2 separate regions of the Mus musculus genome follow, and region 1 is linked to region 2. Evidence: chromatin contacts called from public Hi-C data. All regions are on one chromosome and are shown on one strand. The core of a region is the stretch at or near the end of the contact, and the rest is flanking DNA. Distances in the headings are between cores, read along the strand shown. Region 1 has its middle 41 kb from the start of Plekha5. Region 2 overlaps Gm45959 (a long non-coding RNA gene).

Region 1 (6,065 bases), core at 511-3,010, 320 kb after region 2:
CTTTATTGTAGAAAAGCAGGGAGAAATAGAGAAGGTAAAAGGAAGAGAGAGGCCAGCCATAGCCACGTGGAAAGAAGGGGGGAAGGGAGGAGAAAAGGAGAGCTAGAGATGAGAGTAAGAAAGGTGAGAGCTTAAGAGAGAGAGGGACAAGCAGGGACAAGAGAGAGGAAGGGGGACAAGCAGGGACAAGAGAGAGACGAGAGAGGAAGGGGACAAGCAGGGACAAGAGAGAGACAAGAGAGAGGAAGGGGGACAAGCAGCTCCTCTTATAGTGGGTTGGGTGACCTTGATGTTGCCAGGTAACTCTGGGAAGGAGTACGCCTGGCTATAGTCAGGTAACTGTGATGGTAGACTCTAGCTGGAATGCCAGGAGCTTGGGGCTTTATCTGCGTGACTGATAGTCACAGAATTATGGAACTGGGGCTCTGTGGTGTCAGGCACCTGTCTCTGGGAATGTGGCTCACTGTTCCGTCCCTTGTAGAGTTTTCTACTGAGTCTCCGGAGCAAGCCTCATTCAACCAAAACAGGCTGCCTTTCACAGTCCCACAAGGCATGATGGACAGACATACATGCTGGCAAAAGAACCATACACATAAAATTTAATTTACAAAGTAAAATTAGAGGTGAGTCACATGTTAATCTCAGGGCAATAATAATGAGTAGCCTTCATGCTCTTCTCGGCAGCTGACAGGTCATCCTGACCAAGTATAAAAAGAGAAATATCTGAATCGAATGACTTCGTAGATAAAAAGAATTTAACAGATTTTCACAGAGTGTTCCATCCAGATACTGAGGAATACACATTTCTTCCAGCAGCCCATGGAACTTTCTCCAAGATAGGTCATATATTAGGGCAAAACCAAGTCTTAGCAAGTAAGAAAGACTGAAATAATTCCTTGTATTCTATATGGCCACAAAGAAATTAACTAGCTAAGAAATTGAGCTTCAATGTCCATCATCTGATGCATAGATAATGAAAAATGTGGTGTGTATACACAAGGGAATTTTCCTCCACTATAAAAAAGACAACATTATGAAATTTACAAGAAAATTGAAGGAAGTAGAAAATATTATATTGTCTCAGTTAGGGTTTTATTGCCATGTAGAAGCAATGACCACAGCAACCCTTATAAAAGAAGACATTCCACTGGGGTTGGCTTATAGTTTCCGAGGTTTAGTTCATTATCTTTATGGCAGGAAGCATGGCAGCCTGCAGGCAGATACAGTGCTGGAGAAGGAGCTCAGAGTTCTACATCTTGATCTACAGGCTGCAGAACACTGTTACACTAGACATAGCTTGAGTATGTATGAGACCTCGAAGCCTGCTTCCTCCACATGTGTGTGTGTGTCCAAACATAAATAAAAGGGATTTTATACATTTTTTTTAATCATGACGGAAAAGAGTAGTGTGAGAGAGAGCTAGAACGGTGTCATGAGATCAGATCTTCTATAACCATGACTACAGGCTGAGTGACCTTGACACCTAGATCCACGGACTGACTCGGATCTAATCTCTCCTTCCAATCTCCCTCTTTCCATGGGGTGGGTGGTGGGAGGGAGGCGTGTGCTTCCATATCATCTCAGCACTGGATGTAACCACGCGGCTAATTTGACCCATGAGATGTCAGCGTAACACATGCAAAATCGAGAGCTGTGTCCTGGCAACTGGGTTTTTCATCTGTGTGTTGCTTGGAAGACCCCATGACCCGAGGCGGGAGCTCCAGCTGACCAATAAGCACATGAGCAGTAAATAACTGCTTATTGTCTTCCAGTGTCCTCAGCTGCAGGCTTGTGGGAGTCTGCCCAGAGCTGATGCAATGAGACTGAGTGGGTTTTGATGACACCAAATCACCCCTGGGATTCACTCTCACTGAGCCAGTCTCTTGCCAACCTTGTAGTGCTAGTAAACTGACTGAGAGATGGATATTTAATTCGTGTGTAATAGCAAGCCCTCCCGCCCAATTGTTTTTAAGTTGTGTTGCTTTCAGGTGGAACTCACAGGTGTGATTTATTTGGATTTATTTGGATGTAGCAATAAAGCAGCCACCTGTCTCTGTGGCGACTGCCAGAGCATTTGAAACTTTCTGCCTGTATATATTATGTATGTATTATAAACGTGGCAAAGGGCCTCTCCTCACACCGTGTATTCTGGGTTCTCGCAAGCATCATAGCATCGCAGCTGACTGACATGCCAATCATCACAGCTGACATGCCGATCACTGTGGTTGAGAAAATTTCTAAGTGACGGGAGAAGAGGAGCAGATTGCAAAAGAGGGAAATCTTCCTCAATGGCCCCTTTAGTCAGCAAACATCTGCATTTATAATACATATATTATATAGCACATATATGTATATACATATACACACATATGCATGATTACAAGATGGGGAACTCTTCCTCAATGGCCTCTTTAGTCAGCAGATATCTGCATTTATAATACATATATTATATAGCACATATATGTATACATATACACACATATGCATGATTGCAAGATGGGGAACTCTTCCTCAATGGCCTCTTTAGTCAGCAGACATCTGCATTTATAATACATATATTATATAGCACATATATGTATACATATACACACATATGCATGATTGCAAGACGGGGAACTCTTCCTCAATGGCCTCTTTAGTCAGCAGACATCTGCGTTTATAATACATATAATATATAGCACGTATATGTATACATATACACACATGTGCATAACATCTTTAAGAAAGAGATGCATGTCACTAGGCATAGTGTTCCAGAGTCTTCTAGGCTCACTAGCCTCAGGCCTCCCCTTCCCCTTGCCCATGCATTCACCTATGACCCTTTAGGGTCTTTTCTTCAATATTTGCCCAGAAACGGTGTTAGCCTCCTAGATCTACGAGGCCAGTGGTTCTCAATCTTCCAAATGTTCTGGTGATCCACCACCACCACCACCACAAAGTGATTCTGTTGCTAGTTCATAACTATAATTGTGTTAGTGTTATGAATTGTGACATAAATATATGGTGTGCATGGCTTCTGATACTGGACCACAAGGAAGTCACAACCCACAAGTTGAGAACCAGTAAACTAGAGCCAGGCACGATGATGGTACACATGAATTGTCCCAGCACTCGGAAGGTAGAGGTGGGAAGATCAGGAGTTCAGGGTCTCACTCACCTCTATATCCTAAGAGGCTAGCCGAAGATACATGAGGCTTTGTCTCAAAAATAAAGGCAGGATGGATATTTTTTTTTTCAGAATGAACTAGAATGAGAAAACCAAAAGTGTCAAAAAGTGAGAGAGAAATCAGAAGACTTTTATAGTCAACAGTTCAAGGCAGATAGAAGTACTCTACTTGTGACAGGTATTTACCAGGAAATAGTCATACTGAAAGTGTAATGTCTGACCTCCAAGGTCCATGGGGAAATAAAAATGTACTAATTCTGTATAAGAAACCTGGGAAGGCATACAGAAGAAAACTACCCCAGGAGTGCGCTGATGTTGGCCAAATTCCTAGGTGGAGCTCTAATCTCCTGTCTCTTACCACGTGATCTTATTTTCAAATAGAAAGATTAAAAATATCTGTACTCCAGCTGAGGTCATTCTAGGTTATGATTAGAATGGTCAGGAGACACGCTTACCCATGGTAAGACTGTGGCTGTGTACTTATAGATGTGGAGGTATCACCAAAACACATACAAACCAAGATGACCAAAGCTTGCCAGAAGCCCTGCAGAGTCTGGAGAGGAGGCGGGGAACAGATCAGTTCTCACAGTCCTCAGACAGAAGTAATCACTGCAGACACCTGGACATCAATCCTCCAGAACTGTGATAAAAATAAATGCCTTTCATCTAAGTTATCAAGTGTGTAGTAGTCTATTGCAGCTGCCTAGAAAACTTGCACCTGAGCCTTGACAGGAATTCCACAAATGGTCTTGTTTGGTTGTAAGCCCAGTTCCATACACGCTGTAGAAGAGCACACTCAACAAAGTACCCCAAGGCTTAAAAGATAGATAAGTAAATAAAGAGATAAATAGAAATTAACCATATGTAAAGCAAATTCTGTGTATCTTTGAGTGGTAGACCAAGACAAACTCCCTTTGCTCCTGTGTACTTCTAACCCTACTCGGGTCTCTGGAATCACTCATGAACTTTGTCATGGTAATGACTCACCCGGCTCCTTTCCGCTCTTCTAATTTTCAGCCATGTGTTTTTTCATCTGTCAATTCACCTCCACCCCAAGTACCAAATCTTAAGGTATCTCTGTTATGAGAATGTTTAATAAGCTCTGTTCCCCTGGGTTAATCATCTATCTAATTTGCTTGGACAATGATCAAACACCATCCTATTTAAAGAGGTTTTTCTTTTTCTTTTTCTTTTTTTTTTTTGTTTTTTTGTTTTTGTTTTTTGGTGTTTTTAGTGGCCAAGCCCCCACTTTTGGGGCTGGATCCAACTACCAGGTCACATGGGCAGCCATAAGTCCACCTTCCCCACTCCCCACATGGCTTGCCTGCTGGCACCTGCCCTAACTATCTGTGCCAGCTTGGTGGCTCTGCCCAAGCTCTGGATCCTTGACTCCTCTGCTCCGACCAGTCTAGCCACTAAAAGCCTCCGTCTAAGCTGTTTATGTCACAATAGCTAAAGAGGCTCCTTAGGCGAAATCTCTTTCCTTCTGGTCAAGAGAACAAAAGGTCTGGCCCGAGCAGAGACCGAACATAGCAACTTACCTTAAACATGAAAGTTAACGCAAGTGGGCGTCTGGTCAACTACCTGGGTAATGGACCACCCTTCCTCCAGGAAGGTGGGTTCACCTGAAGCCACACTGAAGAAATAGAACAAATAACTCCCTTTGGTAAGACGGTATACTCTTCCCTCCTCTCCCTGCCCCTAGCATGGTTGATTTTACAGAGCAGTAGCCACGTAACTTTGTAGGTCTTCCCACTTCTCTGAATTACTGAAAAAAATTATACCTTTTCCTCTGTCTCTTCCCTAAGCATGCTTTCCCTGATTCTTTGGGCTTCCTTCTTTCTCTAAAGCTTGGTCCCCTACCGTGTGGCTGCTTGTCCACCGTGCGGCTGACCTCCATGCAAGCTCAACACAGTCAGCGTGGCGTTCTCTATTTCTTTTCTCCTTCCACCTCTGGGCAGCTGCTGAGACTTACAGCTTGCCTGTCCTGGGTTTTTCCTTTTAAACCCTAAGAAAATTGTCCTTGAGATTCCTTTTGAGTCCATTTGTAAATTCTTTTAATAAGAGAACTGAGAACTTCAATGCGGAACCCAAATCCCTACCCCCACCCCTGCCCCAGTAACACATGGGGATTCTTGTGAACGCTCCCAAACGTCCCATAATTGTTGCCTTTCTACTAAACTGAGAACGCTGTATTTTCTACTTTTTGTCTATTTGTTGTAAGACGGGATCTCCATGTAGTGCAGGTTGGTGTCAACCTTACCAAGTGGCCAACAGTAACTTTGAACTGCTCCCCTTACCTGTATCTCCTGAGCACTGAGATAACAACAGGCTTGTGACACCTTATCTGGTTACATATGGTGCTGGAGATCAGACCCAAGGTTTTCTGTGTCAGAGAACTACCCTACCAACTGAGCTATGTTCCTAGCCCCATTTTCCATTTTTAAAGATATAGCATACTTTTGATCACGTGGCGTTCTGTCAGTGTGAGCTAAGTCATACTGTGGTGCCACAAGATGCTACAGCTCGGCAACCGAAAACAGTCAAGGCTTTTTTTTTTTTTTTTTCCTATCTCCCACTATATTGAGTCAGTACAGACAGACGTGGAAATTATGGGATCGTGAGAAGCAAACAGAGCTTCCCCTCCTCCTAGTCAGATTGAAGCCTCTCCAGGCAAGAAGCAAGAATTCCATCTCAATTAATATCATTTACTGTAAATATATATTCCCGACGTTTTATGTTAAAGTAGCGATGAGAATTAAACCCTGAATGTGAGGCCTTGAGTAGAGCCTCATTCTTTCCCTCAGATGTGGCCTGAGAATCTCACACACAACTTTGTACTATTGCCATTTCTTTATCCGTGCGGATTAGTTTAACTACATTAACTCTGCAAGCGCCC
Region 2 (6,831 bases), core at 2,924-5,423:
TGACTGTGACAGGGGAAAGTCTCAGAGACAACCGGGCTCAGCATGAGTTTGCTAGTCAGCAGTGGTGCTGGCAATGATGAACTTGATCTGAACCCTGCAGTCATAGAAAATAAGAGTTAATTGTCTTTATTCCTTGTTTCCCAAAGCCTGTCTCCTATGGTGCTCCAAGAAAGAGTTTTCTGCAGTGAACCATTTCCCCAGGTACCTGTGATCAAGACTTTTTTTCTTTCTTCCTTTCTTTCTTTTCTTTCTTTCTTTCTTTTTTCTTTCTTTCTTTCTTTCTTTCTTTCTTTCTTTCTTTCTTTCTTTCTTTCTTTTTTGCCAATTAAACTAGTTTTATCCAAAGTAAGTCTACATTAAATTACAGTATTACCAATCTGTAGACACAATGAACTTAAAAATAAGAAGTAGAAATAGACATCTATTTGGTCTTTCAGAGACCACATCATAGAACTCATAAATGAAAATGTACAAATATAGAAATGATACTTAAAGAGAAAGGGTTTTAATATGGGGGGCCCAAACATGCATGTTTCAAAAAGGGAGAATCCTTTAATTATTTAGCATAAAATCGAGTTATATATACTTGGTATATTCCAGAAAATATTGCTTTAAACACTTATACATGATCAAAATTCACTTGGTAGCTTTTAATCAAAATGAAACATGATACTTTGTAAAATATAAAGTACTGTTAAAGGTTGCAAAAGTGTCTGTCATCATCACAATGCCAACACCACTATGGAGCCTCGTTCTCGCTGCCCAACCCACCTGAACCCACAGGATATCTCCAGGAACCAACAAGTCCTTTGCCTTTTGGCAAACATATCTAAGCTCCGTATAGTGCCAGGGCAGAGATCCAAGATGGTGTCTGTGCAAGACTATAAAACCAGGCTCGATTTTATTATGGTAATCACACAAACTGCAACTTCAAACAGCAGTCACCCCAAAGCCAAAACCAGAACCTCCACACTCAATCAGCATGGAAACAAACATGAGACCCCCCCCCCAAGCCCCTAAACAAACGACAAGCAGCCCTCTAGGTGAGCTGTATCTCATGACAGACATGATGTCCTCTCGGCACATCAAGGACCTCACTTAGAAACCTGATTTACAGAAGCCAAAGTTTCCAACTTTCTGAAAATACACAGAAGAGAGGCCAATGCTCAGGGTGCAGAGATCCGAGTGGCAGCCTGGACAGTTTCTTCCCAGTGCCCCAGCCCGGGGCTCTCTCTCTCTCTCTCTCTGAGACTTCATCAGGGGAAGAACACAGCAGCTAGGGTATTTCTGTGTCCCACAAACACACACACAACAAACCAAGCCCGTGGCTTTCTGCCAGAGGAACGAGAGCTTGTGAAGGAACTTCTCAATGCGAAGTCAGAGAGTAACAGAAACAATAAAGAAGTAGGGGAAGAAGCAGGGAGAGAAGATGAGTGTCATCTCAAAGCCCTTGCGCCCTGGGAAGGATGAGCCAAGAACCACATCCTCTGCTCCTAATCCAAGCATCCACAGTTGGGGCAGCTCTAGGGACCTGGAAACAGCACAGCAGCTCCACACTCAGGTGCTTTGTGTGTGTGTGTGTCTGTCTGTCTGTCTGTCTGTCACTGGGAGACAACAGTCCACTGGTGCGTCACACAACATAGTGGTCCTGATTTGGACTGTCTTTGTCTTGTTCCATATAGTCTCTGTCTATAAGTGACTCAATCCTTTTGTCAAATATCCAGGCTTCACGGGAAATTTCAGCTGATTGTATAACTCAGACACTAGGAGATAATGACCAAGAATCCTCTGCATTTTCTTTATTCTGACTACAACTGCGTCGATCTTGCACTGCCTAGCCTGGAATACTCTCTCTGTGGTGCTAACCTGTTCTTCAACGGTCTTCTTCATCCTGATTTGATTGATCTTTTTTCTGAACAACTTGTGTTTGAAGTCTTCATTGAAGATGAACTTATCTCCATCTTCCACCTTCTTTCCTTTCGGACTTTTAATCAGGACCCGTGCTTTACCACCGTCGAGAGATTGCAGTGTGCTCAATTCGCTGTCCTCTCCTTAAAGTCTGCCTTCAACATGGCATGTCCCAGTGTTGTCTGCCATTGCAGCTTCCGGACACTGCGCTTGCCCAGGTAGAACATCTTGAATACTTCCTGAAGTCTGACCATCTCTGGAGGGAGGCGCACTTTCATGGGTGTGTATGTGGCCCAGTAGCCCATGGTGAGTATGTTCACCGTGAGGTCAATGGGGCCTGGTGCACTTTGGTTCGCATATGCTGTTTGAAGTGAACCATGAGGTCTTTGGAGAGCTCCATGTCCTTGGACATGCCCTCCAGCTTGCTGGTAAATGCAGCTCCACACTCTGCGTATGTGAAAAAAGGGTGAGATAGAGCTGGCATGGTGCCCGCCCGGGGACCGGCCCACCCTGAGCTCACCACACTTGAGCTTGGACAGCACGGACTTCTCTGCATCCATCGACGCTCTCTTCCCGACCAGCAGCAATTTTGCCATGTCTTTCTTATAAAACGTTTCAAAGACGTCTTTACCATGGATGAAACAAAATAGAGACATGATCCTGTCCAGGATCCTCTCCGGCTCCTCGTCGGTTGCTTTTTTGTTGCCCTCATCACCTAGCAATGAGCTCTGCAGGCTTGTATGTTCTCTTGTTGATGAACATCTCGAAGGACTCCTTCATCGGGTTGATGAAGCACTCATTCCTCTGGAAGCATACCTCCACCATGTGGTCCACTTTGTCCTCAAATTCCAGCAGGTGTTGGACCATGTCTTTGTCTTTCTCAGGATTGATGACAATGGTTGTCCCAAAGTCGTGAACAAAGTGGAGAGGCTGTGGACAGGAGGCTGCTTTGGAGTTTGCTAAGCACACTCTCAGATCTCCGGGTGCAGAAAGACTCATTTAACCTGAAGTTCTAGGAAGAGACTGTCTATGCTGCTGAAGGTCAGAGGCTGATGCAGGACAGGGAGGTTCTAGAATACCTTAGCCATGTGAGGAAACGTCTAGAAGAGGAAGCAGACCGAGTGATCACCTTCTTAGACCACAGCACACAAAAACCTTTGGCTGCCTGTGTGGAGAAACAGCTTTTAGGAGAACATTTGACAGCAGTTCTGCAGAAAGGGCTGGAGCTCCTGCTGGGTGAGAACAGGCTACCCAACTTCACCCAGATGTACCAGCTCTTCAGCCGGGTGAAAGGGGGGCGGCCACGCTGCTGCAGCACTGGAGCCATCAAGACGTCTTAAAGCTTGTCCATCATGACTTCTCTCCACCCGAGAAACTTTTACACGACCTCAGGTTTACAGGGGCACAACGTACAAACAAAATATTGACTGATGGCCAATCACAAATTTATTTTAAAGCGATTCTTTAGTGTACATATGATTCAATCATTTATTAAAGATTAAAATCAATTTGCATCCTGATGAGATGGTAGGGATTGTTTAGCAAACACAGTACAGCACAGCAATATGCTAATGCATGCCAAGGACTGATAGTAGCAAGATATTAAAAGTCTTTGTTATCCATAATGACATCACTTTATGGCAGTATAGAAACCTTTAGATGTACAATGGCAACACTGTGCTTCCTGGCATGCAACGATCTCCATTCTGAGCTGCATTTCGGGCAGCTTGTGATGGTGTCGTGGGGTGTGATGTGCGCAGAGTGCAAAGTGCACATACGTGTTCAGATCTGAGGCTGCACATGCGTTCTCAGACCTGAGGCTGCATTGATTCCCCATGATGCAATGTGAACAGTAACTACCAAAGACAACTCAACTTTTGTGTGTTTTATTTTGAATTAATTTAGGGGGCTCTGTGCCTCCAGAAACCCTTTACACTTGCCAGATTTTTATAGCTCTTACATTCAGTTACACAACCCCAGTCAGGGTTATGACCCACAACTAAAGAAGCTTTGAGTTCAATAAGATAGAGAGTTCGACTCTTTCCCCTCACTCTCCCCAGACATAGACAAGCCCTTCATTTATGGGTTACAAGGCCAGACACTAACCTTAAGAATGCCCATTCTTTATCTCCTACATGACAAACTAAATTGTGTATCCCTGCGCCCTAAAGACGACCAACATGACACAGGACTGAGCGTTCCTTATTCATCTGTCTGAGATCCCCCTCTGATGACATAAACAGACACCGCTGGCAAACCATCTGGATGTGGCTTGTGTGCTCTTCCCTATCAAGTCTAAGGCAAAGCCTCCCTCCCCGAACACTCTGCCCCTCAGCTCTGGACAGCTCACTTTATTACAATATTCTGGAAATTTCCCATTCGTTGCTTGTTCTGGTTTGTTCCTTTAATAGTCCACAGACATAACTACAGAAACATACTGTACGGAGACACCAGGTACAAAGGGTCAGATTCACCAAAAACACAGAGCAGCTTGCTGTTCTGGACACAGAGCTCTGGCTGGGGCCAAAGCTCAAGAGACTTCAGGGGGGACAGCAAAGCTGAGAACCTTGCATATTGAAGTTAGCTTTTGATCTTTAATGCTGTGGTGTTCCTGCCTTCATCCCAGCCCTTCTTGAAGACTAAGTGACTTGGCCACTAGCAGCGAACAGGTCCTGTAAGGGAGGAAGAAAGTAAATATTAAAGGTGTCACTGAAAAGAACACTGTACCCTACAGTGGAAACCTTTGGCTGACAAATCCTTAAAATCCTCAGAAAAAAAAAATCAGAAAAACTGTATGTCCGCTAGTACATTTTTAACTCAATATTGACACTCCAGTCTCTTTCCCAGGTGCTGGGATTACGGACACGCACCGACGTGCGGGGCTACAAGATTTGTCTTTAAAAGTTTAAAGAGTTCTGTAGAATTTGGGGATTTTAAGGATTTGCCAGGAGAGCACAGTGCATATTAAAGCAAGCACACACTGTAGTGAATAGAAAGGAGGACTTTTCTTATGATAATGTCACTCGGCTCTTTAAATCCTATTAAACATTTAAAATTTTTATTGCAATCTTTTACTGTGTGACTGTGGGAGAGGGGGGAGTACATTCATGCCAAGCAACCGCACATGTGTGGAGGTCAACGGGCAACTGGAAGCAGGTGATTCTCCTTTCACCCCGAAGTTCCAGGAATCATATTCTGGGTGTCAGGTTTAGCAGCAAGCTCTTTGTTGTCTGTTGAGCCATCTTTCCAACCCCTGATTTTATTTTACAGGCACACACACACACATTAGCCCCCAAAATTATTTCTAAAATAATGTTAAATGACAACTTTTTAGGGCCCTTCTATTGTATTGACCACACACACACAAAAAAAAAAAAAAATTCAAAGTTGCCTCGTTGTACAAGGTACTCTTATCCTATTGTTAAAATCAATATTCTAAGTTTAGAGCACGGAAAAAAATCAGGACTCTTTCATGCCCAGACTCATGCCTGTAACTCATTCACTCCTGTCTTATTTAATCCAATACAAGCTGACCATGAAGGAGGTACTATAATAATGCATTTACTATATTTTTGAAACACATCAAGATCCAAGAACAGTGGGATCAGCTTGTTCAATAGTGGAAATTTTACTAAGCACCTTTACTGTGCAAAACCAAACCATATTATTAAGCCAACAGCTAAATATGGGGGTTAGAGGGAGGTGGCAAGGCTTAATTTTGCATCCAATAAGTGTTTATTTATGCATACTTTTCGAAATATAAAATTCAGGGCTGCTCAGATAATAGAGTACTTGGGTATCTCGCACAAAGCCCAGTGGGTCAATCTTCATCCCAATACAAAACTTCACTCACCAGATAAGGACAGGGGAGTGAGAAGCCCAATGTCATATTTTACTACAAAGAGAGTTTAAGGTGAATGGGAGACACTGTCTCAACCAAACAAGAAATATAAAAATCGTTGTGAGAAAATCAGATTCTTTAATATTCACGAGGAGCCACGAAGACAACATTTTCATATCGAATATAACATGATTTATCCAAAGTTTGTAAGAACTATGCAAAAAAATACATGATTGACTATGATGGACAGTTTGGTTTAAGAGCAATTGGTGACATGAGAATAGTCTCAATTGTTAATGGTCCTTTGGAGTTCATTTGTCTTGTATAACTCAGCAATAGACCCAGAGCCAAAGTTTCCTTGCCATTTATGACAGAAATTACATGAACTGCATGAAAATTATTTCATCTAAAAGTAAGCATATTTTTGCTAGCTGAAGTAGAAACATTAAATATTTTATAGATTAATAAAAACAGAGTAAATATATTTTGAAGTAGGACATAGAAGCTGCAGCCTGGAATCCCAGGACTGGGGAGGCTGAGGCAGGGGGATCACCATGAGTCCTCAGGGCAGCCTGGAATGTAGAGTAAGACTCTGCCTCAAAACTAACAAGCAGAGAAAGAGAGACTAAATACCTTATGGAACGGCTCAGAAGTAAGTTTATTTGAGTAAAAGATAAGCTCCCATCTGAGAGAAATGAGATGTTTACCCACAGTTTATTGGCAGCAACCTTCAAAACCTTAATAGTCCCAATTTCAGTACCATGTAAATGAAGTGTTTGATAGACAGGGAGTGAAATCCTGGGTTCAGTTGTTGACTCTCCATCTTGAGCAGTGAACGTATTTGTGAATGCCTTGGAAATTACTGACAAGAAGCCCTTAGTTTTTACTGGAAATCTTTGCTCTTAAGGTTCTCCCTTCTCCTTCCTCCCCATGCTCCTCCCCTCCCTTCCCCTCTGAAATCTTATTTTGCTGTTGTCATTTGTGTTTTGTTTTGAGACGGGGCCTCACTAAGGAGCCTTGCCTGAGCTGGAACTCACTGTGCAGGCACCAGGCTGACCTCAAATTCCCAGACATCCTCCTGC

What was found. A called contact is a pair of places that touch in the nucleus more often than the background predicts.
Region 1: a Hi-C map of uterus shows a contact between it and region 2, with 10 times the contacts expected there. The contact joins two enhancer-like sites. A contact is called at or near these places in 5 of 39 promoter capture datasets (the 3T3-L1 cell line, the C10 cell line, cranial neural crest and 2 more), 1 of 484 Hi-C or Micro-C datasets (uterus) and 1 of 9 other capture datasets (adipose tissue).

The regions. Positions count from the first base shown.
Region 1 is chr6:140,379,596-140,385,660 of GRCm38.p6, forward strand. No RefSeq gene overlaps it. Among named protein-coding and RNA genes, the nearest start is that of Plekha5, 41 kb to the right of the region's middle. Within about 2 kb of position 1,761, at least 13 of the 459 cell types and tissues checked have an H3K27ac peak or open chromatin away from gene starts, as enhancers often do. A contact at or near this core is called in uterus, where this site is marked.
Region 2 is chr6:140,054,763-140,061,593 of GRCm38.p6, forward strand. The region is part of intron 2 of Gm45959 (a long non-coding RNA gene); the gene reads right to left. It also overlaps the pseudogene Gm44156. Among named protein-coding and RNA genes, the nearest start is that of Gm45959, 12 kb to the right of the region's middle. Within about 2 kb of position 4,174, at least 4 of the 459 cell types and tissues checked have an H3K27ac peak or open chromatin away from gene starts, as enhancers often do. A contact at or near this core is called in uterus, where this site is marked.